Linked DNA regions of Mus musculus: regions 2 and 3 are each linked to region 1. A link is a contact called in public HiChIP or PLAC-seq data. All regions are on one chromosome and are shown on one strand. The core of a region is the stretch at or near the end of the contact, and the rest is flanking DNA. Distances in the headings are between cores, read along the strand shown.

The links. HiChIP or PLAC-seq counts read pairs in DNA pulled down with a chosen protein or histone mark.
Region 2: an H3K27ac HiChIP or PLAC-seq map of trophoblast stem cells shows a contact between it and region 1, with 4 times the contacts expected there. The contact joins two enhancer-like sites. A contact is called at or near these places in 22 of 484 Hi-C or Micro-C datasets (embryonic stem cells, extraembryonic ectoderm, stem cell-derived epiblast-like cells and 1 more), 14 of 115 datasets of contacts at active chromatin or transcription factors (differentiating embryonic stem cells, embryonic stem cells, extraembryonic endoderm stem cells and 1 more) and 1 of 9 other capture datasets (embryonic stem cells).
Region 3: an H3K27ac HiChIP or PLAC-seq map of embryonic stem cells shows a contact between it and region 1, with 3 times the contacts expected there. The contact joins two enhancer-like sites. A contact is called at or near these places in 5 of 15 datasets of contacts at CTCF or cohesin (embryonic stem cells, large pre-B cells, pro-B cells and 1 more), 111 of 484 Hi-C or Micro-C datasets (the 63-12 cell line, the AML12 cell line, B cells and 44 more), 31 of 115 datasets of contacts at active chromatin or transcription factors (astrocytes, craniofacial prominence, embryonic basal ganglia and 15 more) and 3 of 9 other capture datasets (adipose tissue, embryonic stem cells and pancreatic islet).

Annotation. Positions count from the first base shown.
Region 1 is chr12:12,787,451-12,790,050 of GRCm38.p6, forward strand. No RefSeq gene overlaps it. Among named protein-coding and RNA genes, the nearest start is that of Gm35104, 23 kb to the left of the region's middle. Within about 2 kb of position 1,326, at least 66 of the 459 cell types and tissues checked have an H3K27ac peak or open chromatin away from gene starts, as enhancers often do. A contact at or near this core is called in differentiating embryonic stem cells, embryonic stem cells, epiblast stem cells and 5 more, where this site is marked.
Region 2 is chr12:12,992,720-12,995,319 of GRCm38.p6, forward strand. Gm35208 (a long non-coding RNA gene) reads left to right here. Exons shown (of 4, transcript XR_381277.3): 2 at 578-779; 3 at 940-998; 4 at 1,109-1,630. Among named protein-coding and RNA genes, the nearest start is that of Gm35208, 6.6 kb to the left of the region's middle. Within about 2 kb of position 1,307, at least 56 of the 459 cell types and tissues checked have an H3K27ac peak or open chromatin away from gene starts, as enhancers often do. A contact at or near this core is called in extraembryonic ectoderm and trophoblast stem cells, where this site is marked.
Region 3 is chr12:12,926,331-12,928,930 of GRCm38.p6, forward strand. No RefSeq gene overlaps it. Among named protein-coding and RNA genes, the nearest start is that of Mycn, 14 kb to the right of the region's middle. Within about 2 kb of position 1,316, at least 10 of the 459 cell types and tissues checked have an H3K27ac peak or open chromatin away from gene starts, as enhancers often do. A contact at or near this core is called in differentiating embryonic stem cells, embryonic stem cells, epiblast stem cells and 3 more, where this site is marked.

The sequences.
Region 1 (2,600 bases), core at 76-2,575:
AGGGGCTCCCAACCCCCAAGCTTACCTGGGCCATTTGGCCGTCCTTTGAAGAGTATTACCACATCTGCTTTGTTTGTTTGTTTTGTTTTGTTTTGTTTTGTTGTTTTGTTTTTCAAGACAGGGTTTCTCTGTGTAACTGTCCTGGCTGTCCTGGAACTCACTTTGTAGAACAGGCTGGCCTCTGCTTCCAAAGTGCTGGATTAAAGGCATGAGACACCACCACTCAGCTACTATGCGTGTTTTTAAGGCAAGAATATCTGCCCAGGGTGACTCAGTGTATGATCCTACACACACACGGTAGTTAAGAAGCCAAGCTGACTTCTAGCCTCTCTGCTCTATCCTCCGGCTCCACCTCCCCTCCCTCCACAGGACGCGGCTTCTAAGCCTCTATTGATTTTGCAAATGGTGATTATTAGAACTTCCGGGGAAAATGTTCTCTTTTCAGAAAAGCTTTAGCCAATGACATTTCCACTCGTAAACCTTTTTCCCTGAGGGATCACAGGCCCCTTTCCGCAGCTTGGCAAAGGAAAGAGAACTGGGCAGCCCCTGACCTAGCTCCCGCTGCGGCAAGGCGGCCGCCTCCCAGCTAGCCACAGATTTCGGGGCGGCAGCAGCGCAGCTGTTTCCAGCCAAGGTGAGGACTTCATCCTTAATGCTGTCGTTTACAAGTCAATAAAGCCAGGATGGAACACCATTTCCTCTGCTGGTCCCACCTCTCTGGGCTCTGTTGTTTCATGCTTGTAGTCAGGGTGCCGAGAGCCCGGTCCCTGGGAACTTATTTCGCCCTAATGGCTTTGCTCCCACCATCCACCCACCCCCACCCCCACCCCAAGCCGCCTCGCCATAAAGCAAGCCCTATCCCTTCAGAAGGCAGAGTTCAAAGCTCTGACGCCCCAGGACCCTAAACTGTCAGCCTCTCCCTGCTTTATGGCTCCTGCCAGCAGGGTGTTATCTTTGCAAGGAGATAAAGGCATAGGCTGGAGGTTGGGGCTGAAAATGGAGGCCCCCTGGACTGGGGCTCATCCACCCTGCCCTTCAAGGGCTATTAAATGAGCTGATGGAGAGATGGCCTTTTTCAACCCTACAGTGCTGACAATCCTCCTAGGTGCTGGGTGTTTCCAGATCAGACCTGCCGGGGCCTCACCTCCTCTGAAGGGCAGGGAAGTCCTCTGCACTGCCGGGTGTTCTTAGCAGCGAGGTGAAGCTCCCCCAGGCCTAGGTGATAATGAGGTGAGAGAAGATGCAGGTTTAATGGCACTCGGCCCGCTGGAAGGCAGAGCCAACCCAAGGTCACAGCAGCCCAGCAGCGACAGAGCAAGGTCAGGACCCCGCCCAGTCAACCATCTGTTGCCGAAACAGTGCAGAGCGCCGTGGTATGCTGGAGGTGTGCTAGGTACTGAGGGTTTACGAGGCTGAGACCCGGTGGATATTCTCTGGCAGTGGTAGAGGCCTAACTTTACAAACATGAGGATGTAAGAAAGCTAGCCTGACACAGAGCAAAGTGCCCTCAGTAAGTCTGTGGTGTCATGTCCAACTCCTGCCAGTTGCATTCATAAGATTCAAGCTACAGGCTTTCCACTCCCTCTCTGTAATGAGCAGAGTAAAAAAAATGTCTTTTAGACATGTAGAAATAGTCTGGGTCCCCACTACTCCTAAGGCTGCACCTGATTCCCATAACTCAGCGACATCACTCACTCAGACACAGTCCTAGAACCCACGACACCCACTGGACAGGAAATATGTAAACAGAGACCAAGAGCAATGCTCTGCTCTGTACCTCTGGAGAGGTGCCAGCTTGACCTGCCCTGAGGCTAGTCAATCTCTCCAGGATTGTGGTCCTCGAATCGAATCAGAGACTACTATTAGAGACAGAACCTGACCTTCAGCCAAGATCTGTCACACAGGTGAGCAGGCGTGGAGAGGTAAGCTTAGGACTGTAGTTAGGAATTTAGTGTGAACATTGTGTGATGACCCTCAGCGTAATAAAATATAACTTTTGCTATACTAACTACTGGTATCTACCTTCTTTTTTTTTAAAAGATTTTTATTTATTTATTTATTTTATATATATGATGAGTACACTGTAGCTGTCTTCAGACACACCAGAAGAGGACATCGGATCCCATTACAGATGGTTGTGAGCCATCATGTGGTTGCTGGGATTTGAACTCAGGACCTCTGGAAGAGCACTTGGTGCTCTTAACAGCTGAGCCATCTCTCCAGCCCCTGGTAGCTACCTTCTTGTTGACAACACTATAAAGGCTTGTGCCCAAACCTGAGGTGTCCTACACACAGTTTTCTCTCAAGAAGCTCAGTAGTGTGAAGGTCACCAACTCCTCACCCAGACCATCCAGAAAAGGGCAGCTTCTTGGAACCCTGAAGTAGCCAGAGAAGAGGAAGGCAGAAGGCATAGCAGGAATGACTGCCTTATGTATGCCAGGGTAAAAACTTCCACAAGAACCTGGTACATCTCACAGCCCAACACATAATTAATATGTAACTGATGTGTTTATAAAAAGATAAAGAAAAAAATTGTTCTATGGATGTGTGGTGAGGTATGGGGCAAGGGGATGTCTCAGTGGGCCCATGGCAAGGCATCC
Region 2 (2,600 bases), core at 57-2,556, 210 kb after region 1:
ACGGAAGTGAAATTTCTGGGTCATATGCTTGAACATTGACTCTCAAGTAAAGACTCTCTGTAGTGTGACCTGGGGTAGGGTGATCTGGGGTAGGTGCTCCTTTCTGTATGTCACTGGAAATGAAAACTTGAGTTAGGCATCACTTACAGGACAGGGATGGTATATTGGTATGAGAGATAAAGAAAAGAGTCCGTTGGCTATGCAACAGCTATTCACAAGTTAGAGTGGCTGAAAGATTTGTCCTGTTAAGGTGGCCTCTGAGGATTGCCTCTGGCCTGCGAGAGACCCTGGCATAGCTGCATTCCCTAGTATATAGTGTCCCCCCACCCTCCACTTCCTGCAAGCAGATTGTGTTCCTGGAAAGTTATGGTGAGTACTATTTTAGAGCTCATTATTCAAGGAACCCTGGGGTGGTTCCTTCTGGAAAAGCAAGGCTTTGTTGGTGGAGGAAATAGCAAGTTCTAAATGACTTGCCATAAATCTGAGCCTTGGTATACAAGCTCTGGCCTAGTGTGGGATGTCACGGTTGATAGGCTCCTCTCACTCTGCCCGTCCCTGTCACCTGGTGTTTATCCAGGTGTCACCAGGTACAAAACGGATCCTTTCCTTCAGAAGAGAAGCAGTGAGTTTTGTTGCAGCACATGGGCTTGGAAGACTTCCGATCCTGCCTTCCTGGTCATTCTCTGCTGTTATCTGAGTAACACTGACCAAGTGACTTATCCTCTTTGGGCCCTCACTTCCTCATCTGAAAAACATAGATGGCGTGCGGGAAGGATTGGGTAAGCTGACGCTGTTTAGCCCATGACAGAGAGACAATTAGCCTGCTCACATGAGGAGGCCTGGGAAGAATATACTCAGGAAACCTGGGATTTCTTGTTTCAGAATGGTTTTGATGAGGCTTTCAGACCAGCAAACATTGTTTTTTTTTCTTTTGAGCAGCAATGCCAGGATGAAAGATCTTTCCTATGGGTGGACAGCTTTCTGCAGGCCTCCCTAGTGTAAGTAAGGCTCCTGGCTGATTTGTCTGCCTTTCAAACCAAGCCTTTGTTTCACTGTCCTTACTGTGCGCTCTTGTCCTTTTGATCACTTGTTCTTTATAACAAAACAGGTGCCAAGTTCTACCAACAAGCAAGAGCCAAGACCACGGAAACTGTGACCAGCATAATACAAATTGTGTTTTCTGAGCACTGGATTAAAAAAGAACCTCTAAGATAAAAACTGGAAGTAGTTTTCTCAAGAGGGGACTGCTGCTGCCCCATGGAGTCAGGACAAAGCCCTGCCGTCTGTTTGGTGCATTGTGGAATCTCACATTGCTCACATTCCGCCAACCCTCGAGATAGGCAGCACTATGACCATTGTCCTCATTTAGGACCTGCAAAAACTGAGTTCCAATCAGTAAAGCCAGTTGCCCCAGGAAACGAGCTGATGGGTGGATGAGGCAGTATCTCCTCTGGCCACAGCAGGCCAGCAATCCTGAGCCACTCTGTAGGCCTGCAATGGAGGGAGGCTCTTATACTCTAACCATCAGTGTTAACAAACTGAGAGACCCTTTTATGGTCCCAGGCTTATAGCTGGTGTGTGTGTGTGTGTGTGTGTGTGTAGCCATGCAGATGGTTAGCTCATTAATAAATAATAGCCACCATTCTTGACATTTCCAGGGTCAGTTGTGCAACAACTGAAGATGGAATTCCTCAGTGCAGGAAATAGCCTGCACAACAAAGCACTCTTATCTCAGGGGAGGCAGCTGAGATTTCTTGGGCTCCTGCGCCTTCTCTGGCTTGGTTAGTTTTACCCTCAGGGACCCGTCCTCAGACAGGCGCCAGAGCCTCTAAGAGGGTAGGGCTCACAGACCAGCTGAACCCCAGCCTCGCCTGTACTCAACATTCCCAAACATCTGTGGAATGAAGGATGAACCAATTCTTGGCCTTGCCATTCCCATCTGTGAATCAGGACAATAATGGTGTGTGAATGTGTGCACTGTGACAACTGAAGGAGAGATCAGCCCAGCTGTCTAGGCACTTGGAACCAGCTATTAGGTGGTGTGGTGATGGCTTTGCCCATTGGCTAGCTGGGGAGAGGGAAGAGGGGTCTTTAGGTGTTAACCAAGAAGGCTTCAGTGAGCCCAAGATGATGCACTGAGGAAATTTTGTGCACTACCATCTACAGCAGGGGCTATAAAACTCCAGGTGGCAGGAGTCTTGGGGCAAAGTAGATTAGAAAGAGGTTCTGTCACACCTTTCTAAGCTGCCTCATGCTCACCTAGGCTCCTGGGAAGCTTGGTTCTGCTCTCTCAGGAATGAGGATGTGATGCCCCAGGACCTCCCGGGACTTTGTTTCTGTGATTCACAATCGGGAAAAATGAGTCTTTTCCGCCGTGGCCAGGATGACCTCCACGTCCAGTCTTTTTGGCAAGTATCTTTGCATGCACTGCAGCATGTGCTCATGTGTGTGTGTGTGTGTGTGTGTTTCTACCATGCTTCCAATCCTATTTCTCTGAGTGTCTGACTGTGGGGTTCATCTCCATGAACCACTATAGTGGGACTCCACCTGCCTGCTAGTTGATCAGGTCTCCCTTGTGGCCTGCCCTTTAGCCTGCCTGT
Region 3 (2,600 bases), core at 66-2,565, 140 kb after region 1:
CTGACTTTATGTTCCTGCCCTGTTTGAGTTCCTGTCCTGACTTCTTTGAATGATGGAAGCATAAGCTAAATAAACCATTTCCTCCCCAGGTTGCCTTGGTCATGGTGTTTCATCACAGCAATGGTGACCCTGACTACAACACCAAGAGATAGGCAGAGAGACAGACATCAGTAGCACCAAAGTCCTTGTTTCCATTCCTCACCACGCCCCCCAGCCCCCCCCCCACCCCCCTGCCCCTACCTACCAATGTCATTACCAAGCTCACACCTGTATGTCCTCTGGCAAAGTGAAAAGAGAAAAGGCTGGAGTTTGACAATCTCTGTGAAGCCCCTTTCAGGGGAAGTGTAAAGTGGCTCAGGAGAGATTAGGAAGTCTGGCTTTTTATAAAATTGGTGAACGAGGGCTGGAGAGATGGCTCAGTGGTTAAGAGCACTGACTGCTCTTCCAGAGGACCTGAGTTCAATTCCCAGCAACCACATGGTGGCTCAAAACCATCTATAATGGGATCTGATGCCCTCTTCTGGTGTGTCTGAAGATAGCTACAGTGTACTCATATATATAAAAAAAAATCTTTAAGCAAGGCAGTGGTGGCACACGCCTTTAATCCCAGCACTCGGGAGGCAGAGGCAAGCGGATTTCTGAGTTCCAGGACAGCCAGGGCTACACAGAGAAACCCTGTCTTACAACAACAACAACAACAACAACAACAACAACAACAACAAAACCAACTTTAAAAAAAAATGGTGAACTAGAACATGATTTCTCTTACTAATTTCTGTGCCTTTTTAATGAGCAAATGGGGAAGCCGGAAAATGTTGGGGGGCACCGCACCTGTGGTGAGTCTCAACACCCCACCACCACCATGCCAAGCAAGTTTGTGGGTTGACTCCAGGGTCCTCTTCCTTCCCCTTAGGAGAGTCATCTCCATATTAAAAGACTCCAAAACAAACTCTCAGTCCCAAACTCCAGGCCCTTTGTCCTGACTGTAATAAGATGCAGAGCATTAACATGATAGAACCATTCCCTTCAGGAGGCCATGGACTGCTCTGTCTTTTTCCCCCATGTGCACCAGCCCCTGGAATAAGGATTCTCCCATTTACAAGCAGTTGCTAACCAAGTTAACCGCAGGTTTGTCCCCAAGTTAAATCCATGTGAATACCCATGCTAAAGGCTCCTGGAAGGTCTACTTTCTTCCATCCTCTTCTTTTTGTGAAGGGATCCATCTTCAAGTTCTGAGGAATGCAGCCCCTCCACCCACAACTGGCTTATGCCCAGGTGGTCTCATCCTGAGACCGTGGAAAGCCACCACAGGAAGCCCCAGGAAGATTCCTGGGAGATGGTATAATCCTAGAGCATCAAGGTCCTGACCCACATCCAGGTACCTGAATCTGCAGCTTTTCTTACTAAGTAGGGCTCAATTTTCCCTAGGAACTGGGGGAGCATTTTATTTTACGTGTTTCCCTCACCTCCTTTCAGCTTGCTTTGTGCTCTTTCATCGGACAACCGTTTCTTTTGGCAGCGTACAAAGACTGAAAGAAGGAGGAGACTAGAGGAAGCTAGAGGATGCTAGCAGAAGGCTGAGTGTGCCTCCATAAGCCTCTCATTCCAAAACATGGAGGCAAAGACATGTGTGTCTCTTTGAGCTAGCCAGGGCTGCTGAGTAAAAACCCTGTCCAAAGAAGGAGGGTGGAGGGAGGCGGGCAGAACATGAGCAATAAAATAGAAGGTGGTGGCTCATGCCTGTAATTCCAGCCCTTTGGGAAGCTGATGTAGAACAATCGCTGTGAGTTCCAACCAGCCTTGTTTACATAGTACTAAGCTAGTTGGGGCTACATAGCAAGGCCTTGTCAAAAAAAACAAAAAAAAAAAAAAACAAAAAAAAAAAAGAAAAGACAAGAAAAATGAGGGAGAAGGAAGAGGAGGGTAGAGAGAAGGCTGCATCGAGAAGAGGGAGCATAGTTTTATTGTTGCTGTTAAATTGGTCCCTGACATTTATGTGAGACCCACCAGCTTCACATTCAATGTCTCTGAAAAGGAAAATAGATTTCTCTCCTTTTATTACCCTTGGAAGGTTTCCAGATCTCTAATCTATGGGCTATCCAACCCCAAGTCCATGTTCCTCCCAGTCTGGCCTGGCGTGGGCCAATCACTCCTTTCCCTATCATTTGGCTGACCCTCAAAGAAGGCAGAGTTGGTTGACCTGCAGAAGGTGGCTGTACAATTTATGATGCACAATGAAGAAGCAAACACTGTCGGGGGGGGGGGGGGAGGAGTGGCAGGGCAGAGTAGGGGACCTCAATGTTCCCTAGGATCCAGGTCCTTTAGTTTGAAAGCCAAGATGGGTTGGTCAGTCACCCTGGATAATAGAAGGAAAAAGAACACCAGTAAAAGAGATTTGTTTTGTTTTGTTTTGTTTTGTTTTGTTTTTCGAGACAGGGTTTCTCTGTGTAGCCCTGGCTTAAGAGTTCTATTTTATTTTTAAGTGTGTGTGTGTGTGTGTGCACTTGAATGTAGATGCCTATGAAAGCCAGAAGAGGGCGTCAGCCCCCTGGAACTGAAGTTTTAGGCAGTCGTGAGCCATCCCTTGAGTGTGTGTGCTG